Regions from separate parts of the Mus musculus genome. Here region 1 is linked to region 2. Evidence: chromatin contacts called from public HiCAR-type data. All regions are on one chromosome and are shown on one strand. The core of a region is the stretch at or near the end of the contact, and the rest is flanking DNA. Distances in the headings are between cores, read along the strand shown.

Region 1 (2,864 bases), core at 64-2,563, 2.7 Mb after region 2:
CTCTCTCTCTCTCTCTCTCTCTCTCTCTCTCTCTCTCTCTCTCCCCCACCCCCTTCTCAACTGTGAGAGAGGAAGAGATGGGAAAGAAAGCCAACCCTGTCTTATTCTCACAGGCCTTTCCAGAAGGATCCTTGGGCCAAAGGGCTTTCAATGCCTCCACACAGCGTCTTCCCCCCCCCCAACTTCGTACTCCCTCCTCCCTCAGTGGGAACCCCCCCCCCCGACCTCACACAGACTCCCCTGCATCCTTAAGCCATTGAGTGTTTCTTTTTCCCAGATGGAGAGAACTCCAGTGTGATTGGGGGTCTCTTGAAACACACACACACACACACACAAACGCACGCCTTCCTGAAGCAGGGTTAAGACTTCCTCCAACCCAAGAAGGGAGTTAAAGCGGCCCCAGCAGGAGGCACGGAGATTAAAGCCCTCAGGTCTCTAAGACCAGCCCTTCCCACCCCCTCCAGTTTTCTCACTTCCTAGGAGGGTAGGGAAGTGGCCCCTTCCTCATTCTCACTAGAGACACCAGGGCAACTACGTACCGGAGTTTAAAGCCCCCGCAGGGCTGCCCTGGGTCACCGCCCTGCATCCAACCCTACGACGTAGCCTGCAGAACTATCCAGAGCAAGGGACTCAACCTCTCTGGAGCCGAACTCTTCCCTGATCTTAAGGATCAGAAAATATAACCTACTGATGAGCCCGGTAACGGCACAGTCTGCTGATACCAGTGTAAGGTGCGTGGTACACAGACGCACTCGGACGCTGTTTTGCAGTCTAAGGCTTTGACTGTGCAATTCGAGCTGGGGCAAGGCTACGGAGCCCAGGGTCCCCGGTGCAGCTAAGGAGCCCCTACCCGGGCTTCTCCCTACACTGGCCCCCCAGCGGGGCGGCCCCGGGCAGCGGCCGCGCGGATGTAACCATTTCAAACTATGCACAAGGCGGGGAGCCACAGACAAAAGCGCAACGCGGGCCGGCCGGCCACAGGTGGCGGGAGCTCACCGACTGCAGGAAACGCAAGGTGCCCACGTAGTCGCGCTCGGTGCCCAGGATCTCGTTGAGTACGCACAGACGGAGGCGCAGCTGGCGCTCCGAGTCGCGGGCGGCCGCGCACGGCCCGGAGACGGGGCCGCGAGCATCGGGATGCGCACCGTCCCCGCCTGGGTCCCCGCCGCCGTCACCACCACCGCTGCCGGGTGCCTCCATAGCCGCGCGGCGCCCGAACTTCCCGCGCCGAGGTCGCGCCGCGGCTTAGGCGTCCGGGCTCCGCATCCCGGACAGGCGCCGCTCAGCGGGCCCGGGGCAGGCGGAGCGGGGGCGGGACCTGGGCGGGGTCATGGTGTATGGGCGGGGCCTTGGTAGAGAGGGCTGAGCGATGGGCGGGGAAGGAGGCGGGGTCAATCTGCTAGTGGGCGGGGATCTTTGTAGAAAATGGACGGGGTGGGGCGGCACCTCATGCGGAAACTGGGCGGGGACTAATGGAGAATGGACTGAGCTGGGGCGGAGTCTGGTGGGATTGGGCGGGGATTGGGCGGAGCCCCCTCCCGGCTTCCAGGGAGCGTCGGCCAAGAGCCGGTTCGTGCGCGCGCCGCACAGTCAGAGTTTGGGGCTGGAAATGCGTCGCCCCAGACCCCAGTCAGGTCGTGGTTCTGCTGAGTCTGTAGGCCAAGACCCATTCAGCAGTTCTGCAAGAGCAGCTCGCGCCATCCACCCGTAAGGAGTGCCCCGTGGGTGATCTGCTGGAGCCGGATCAGCGACCACCACGCGCATCTCCTGACGCCCGGAAGAGCAGCTCGACGCCCCCACCAACACGGCCGCTCATGCCCTCGGCTTACGGTGACCTTGGAAGAACTCTAGCTGCATCTTTGTCCTTACTTCTGTTTCTCTTTCCGTCGGAGCTCTGCGCCTACTGTCCCAGCGCTCCCCATCCCTAAGCAAAGGTGCCCACTTGGACGAGACCGTTGCAGGAAGCCGCCCTCGTACCCACCAGAGATAAAGCCAAAATGGGAATTTTGCTGCCAGCCGACAGGCTGTTCTGTGTGACCTTGATCTTTCAAACGTTCAGTTAACGTGCTAACCCCCCTTTACCCTCGAGAGGCATTGGGACCCGAGTCAGCCTCTGGGGTTCAGCCCCTCATTGATGACCTTGGTCAGCACCCCCATCCCACCTAAAGCTCCTCCGTTTGCCTCACAGTACAAGGGGAAGAACAGTAACACCTAACTCTTAGGGACCAGCATACGGCTGAGCCATAGTCCCTGGAAAGTGATTTTAACACCCTAGAAAGTCTTATCTTCGTTCTTAATTATTCCTGCCTTTGTCAACTGCCCTCTTGACCGGGCCTCTGAACTGCTTGTTCAATCCCTACCTGCCCCGCCTCAGATCTATTATCTCCTATGGAGTCAGTCCCTGTTTCACAAAATAGCCTCTGTGGAGTGTCATCATTTCTGGGGCAGGAGCACTGTCCTCTATTTACTTCCCTTCAAGATGCCTAGAATAGTTCTCTGGGGCCTTGAAGTAAAACAGTCTTTTGCACAAGGATAGAGGAGAGACTGTGGTAGCTCCTGCTACCCCTGGCCCTGTTCCTTTGGGGCCTAGGGCACCGTGACATTTGATGTGGGCAAGGTATCCTAGGTAAATGGATGTAAAAGGGTGAGCCCATCAGGTATTGGTCATGGAGTGAGTGTTTCCAAAGAATCATTATCTTCTTGTTTCTGAGCTTTCCAGACATAACACTGCTTCTGTCCTTAGATCCAGCACCTTTTTGGGTTTCAGTGGGCCCTGTCTTGAAATCATTACTCGCTAGCTGGTAGCAGTCACGAGCCAGCCAAATCCAGCTGCCTGGGTGACCTTGGCCAAGACACTTCACCTT
Region 2 (2,739 bases), core at 236-2,735:
AAGTAGACAGCCACTCCATAGTCCCAGCTACCATATAGAAATGTAGACAGCAGTTTTCTGTCCATAGAAATCTGATTTGTATGGTTCTGAGTTCTATAAGAAAGCAGGCTGAGCAAGGCAGCATCTCTCCTCCATGGCCTCTGCATCCGTTCCTACCTCCAGGTTCCTGCCCTGTTTGAGTTCTTGTCCTGACTTCTTTGGTAATGAATAATTTGGCCGTGTAAGTCAAATAAACCCTTTCCTCCCCAGCATCACAGCAATAGAAACCCTAGCTAAGACAGCAGCTAACTCAAAGTGTTTATTCATTCTGGAACAGTACATTGGGAGGATGGGGAGTTATATAAATGAACTGGGGTGCTGATAATGGGTAAGGACAGAGCTCTGATTGTCTCGCCCAGGGAACTATTAAGTCGGAGCCATCAGCGATGGGTTTCAAAGCAGCGGACACAGAATGACATTGAAAAGATCATTTGGTACTTGATGGGGGCAGGGCTGGAGAGTCAAGCGGTGAATTTGAAGTCTGTCATTAAGCTAAGTGAGGGTAAAAGGAGAAATGACAAAGGCCTATTACTTTGTTCTTTCTCTAAAAACTGTAAGCTTCAAGACGCAAGTCTTGCTGTACTCCCCAGCACTCTGAAAATTGCCACACGGAATTTGTGGGAAATGAACGAAGGCGTGGTGGTGGAGGTATTTTGAAGGGCTAGACTTAAGGGTCAACAGGCTTGAGTGAAGTAGTAATAAAATTTAGGTAACACTGAAAGCCGTTTGGGGATCCCAGGGTTCTGTCTCTGACGATTTCCCTTTGAAGGATACTTGGGGACCAGGGAATCTCAACGAAGAACTGATGTACACTGGTTTTTTTGTTTTGTTTTTCTGTTTTTATTAAGACCTTGGAAATGTTCTGTTCCTGGTACTTCATGAAGCGTCCTTGGTCTAGGAAAAGAACAGTAAGTACCTTTTAGGACTGAAAGGTGAACTAACTGAAAATGGAGGGCTGTCTGTTCTCCTTTAGTTACAAGCATTCCCTTAACGCACAGCTAAAAGCACTGCTAGGCTCTCCGACCCCGTGAGAATTATTTTCAGGGTTGGGTAGGAACAGACGATCCTAGGCTCAACCAAGACCGCTCCAAGCTTCCGAACCCTGCCCTCCCGGAGCCCGCCCTGTTCTCACACATCCCAGCCCTGGGGCGGCCACCTCGGCCCCGCCCTCTCTTCTTCCTCCTTTTCCTGCTCCCCCGCCCCACTTCCTTTCCCTGCGTCCGCCCCCTCCTCGCTCCCACCCAGGCTCTGCGTCCTCCCACGACCGCTCCCTCTTGGTCCTCCCTGACATCCCCTCCTCCTGGCTATCACCGCCCTTTTCAGGAGGACGGAGCAACCCCGTGCCTCATTCACCCAATGAGGAATCGACTCAGGGTGGGGCGGGACTTGGGCTAGAGCGGAAGTGGTGGCCAGAGCGGAAGTGCAGCTGCCGCCGCCGCCACCGCCGCCGCCGATTCCGGAGCCGGGTAGCCGCCGCCGCCACCGCCGCCACTGCCCCTACGGTCGCTGCCACCGCCGCTGCCGCCAGCCCCGCCTGAGGAGTGAGCCCGGGAAGGACGCAGTCGCTGCCCTCTGATCTTCCCGGAAGCGCCTTTGCTCCCTCCAGTCCTCCGCGGTGAGTGCGGCGTGGCTCCCAGGGGCCCCAGCCCAAAGCCCCTTGTCGGGCTGCGGCCAGGCTCACTGTCGCCGCCAGGCTTACTGCCGCCCCTCCCCGCTTCCGGCCAGGCCTGCGCCTCCGCGGGAAGCCCGGGCTTCTCTCTCGGCGCGCCGTACGGGGTGCGGCCAGGCCTGCGCGGCTGGGGACCGCTGGGCCGCAGGCTCCCCCCCTCCGGCACCATCTCTGCTCGGCGCCGCCCCTGCCTGCTCCCTTCGGGCCCCGAGCCATCCTTCTGGGCCTGTCAACCTCTCTCATTCTTTGTGGCTTTCAAAAATTGAAATGTTAGTCGAAGGCGGGCGAGTTCCCGAGCCGCGACGCCCCTGCCGCACTCCCCTGGATGAGTAAGGGTTTAACCTTGGCGACAGCTGGGGCGAATCCCTCTCCCACTTTGCAGTAAAGCTGTTTCATCATCGCTGGTGTGGGAAACCCAGCTGGACCCGAGATTCCCTGACAGCAGGGTTGAGGTTTGAATTAAGAAATGGATTTATCTGAACCTTTCACTGACTCAAACCGGATTCCCAATGGGGTGGGGGAAGATCAGGCTGAGAATTGAGTCTTTTCTCTTGATATTTGTCGTCTTTTACTGCCAGAATCTCGTGTGTCCATGCCCCAAATTCATCCATACACTTTTTTGTGGCATATATATATATATATGTGTGTGTGTGTGTGTGTGTGTATATGTTATATATTGTTTGAAATTTGTCTAGTAACCTCAGTGTTTGAGGAAGGAGTAGGCAAGATGTGGACCCTTTTTTGCAAGATGAGCGCATCTGGGTCTGTTGCAAATGGAGAACATGCGTGCATCGAGGATTCCAAAGGTGGCAGCGTTGGTGAGAATTTGCCAACCTCTGTAAAAATGCATGGCTCATGTCCTTGCCTTCAGTACATTTTCTCTGGTGAGACTAGATAGCACTGGACTCTTGATTTTACTTGCCTGGTGTGGGAGGTGGAATCTGGCAAGATGTTACAAATCTCTAAAATCCCGGGAGCCGGTGCAGAAAGGTGTAGCGCTTAAGAGAATATGAAAATTACATTTCTCACTG

The links. HiCAR-type assays count read pairs that join an accessible place to other places.
Region 1: a HiCAR-type map of astrocytes shows a contact between it and region 2, with 6 times the contacts expected there. The contact joins the promoter of Prex1 here to the promoter of Ywhab in region 2. A contact is called at or near these places in 1 of 39 promoter capture datasets (liver) and 1 of 115 datasets of contacts at active chromatin or transcription factors (astrocytes).

The regions. Positions count from the first base shown.
Region 1 is chr2:166,712,519-166,715,382 of GRCm38.p6, forward strand. Prex1 (phosphatidylinositol-3,4,5-trisphosphate-dependent Rac exchange factor 1) reads right to left here and starts at 1,314. Exons shown (of 40, transcript NM_177782.3): 1 at 997-1,314. The coding sequence starts at 1,200. It overlaps Gm46777 (a long non-coding RNA gene), which reads left to right and starts at 1,311. Exons shown (of 3, transcript XR_001783555.2): 1 at 1,311-2,864.
Region 2 is chr2:163,993,712-163,996,450 of GRCm38.p6, forward strand. It overlaps Ywhab (tyrosine 3-monooxygenase/tryptophan 5-monooxygenase activation protein, beta polypeptide), which reads left to right and starts at 1,486. Exons shown (of 6, transcript NM_018753.6): 1 at 1,486-1,654.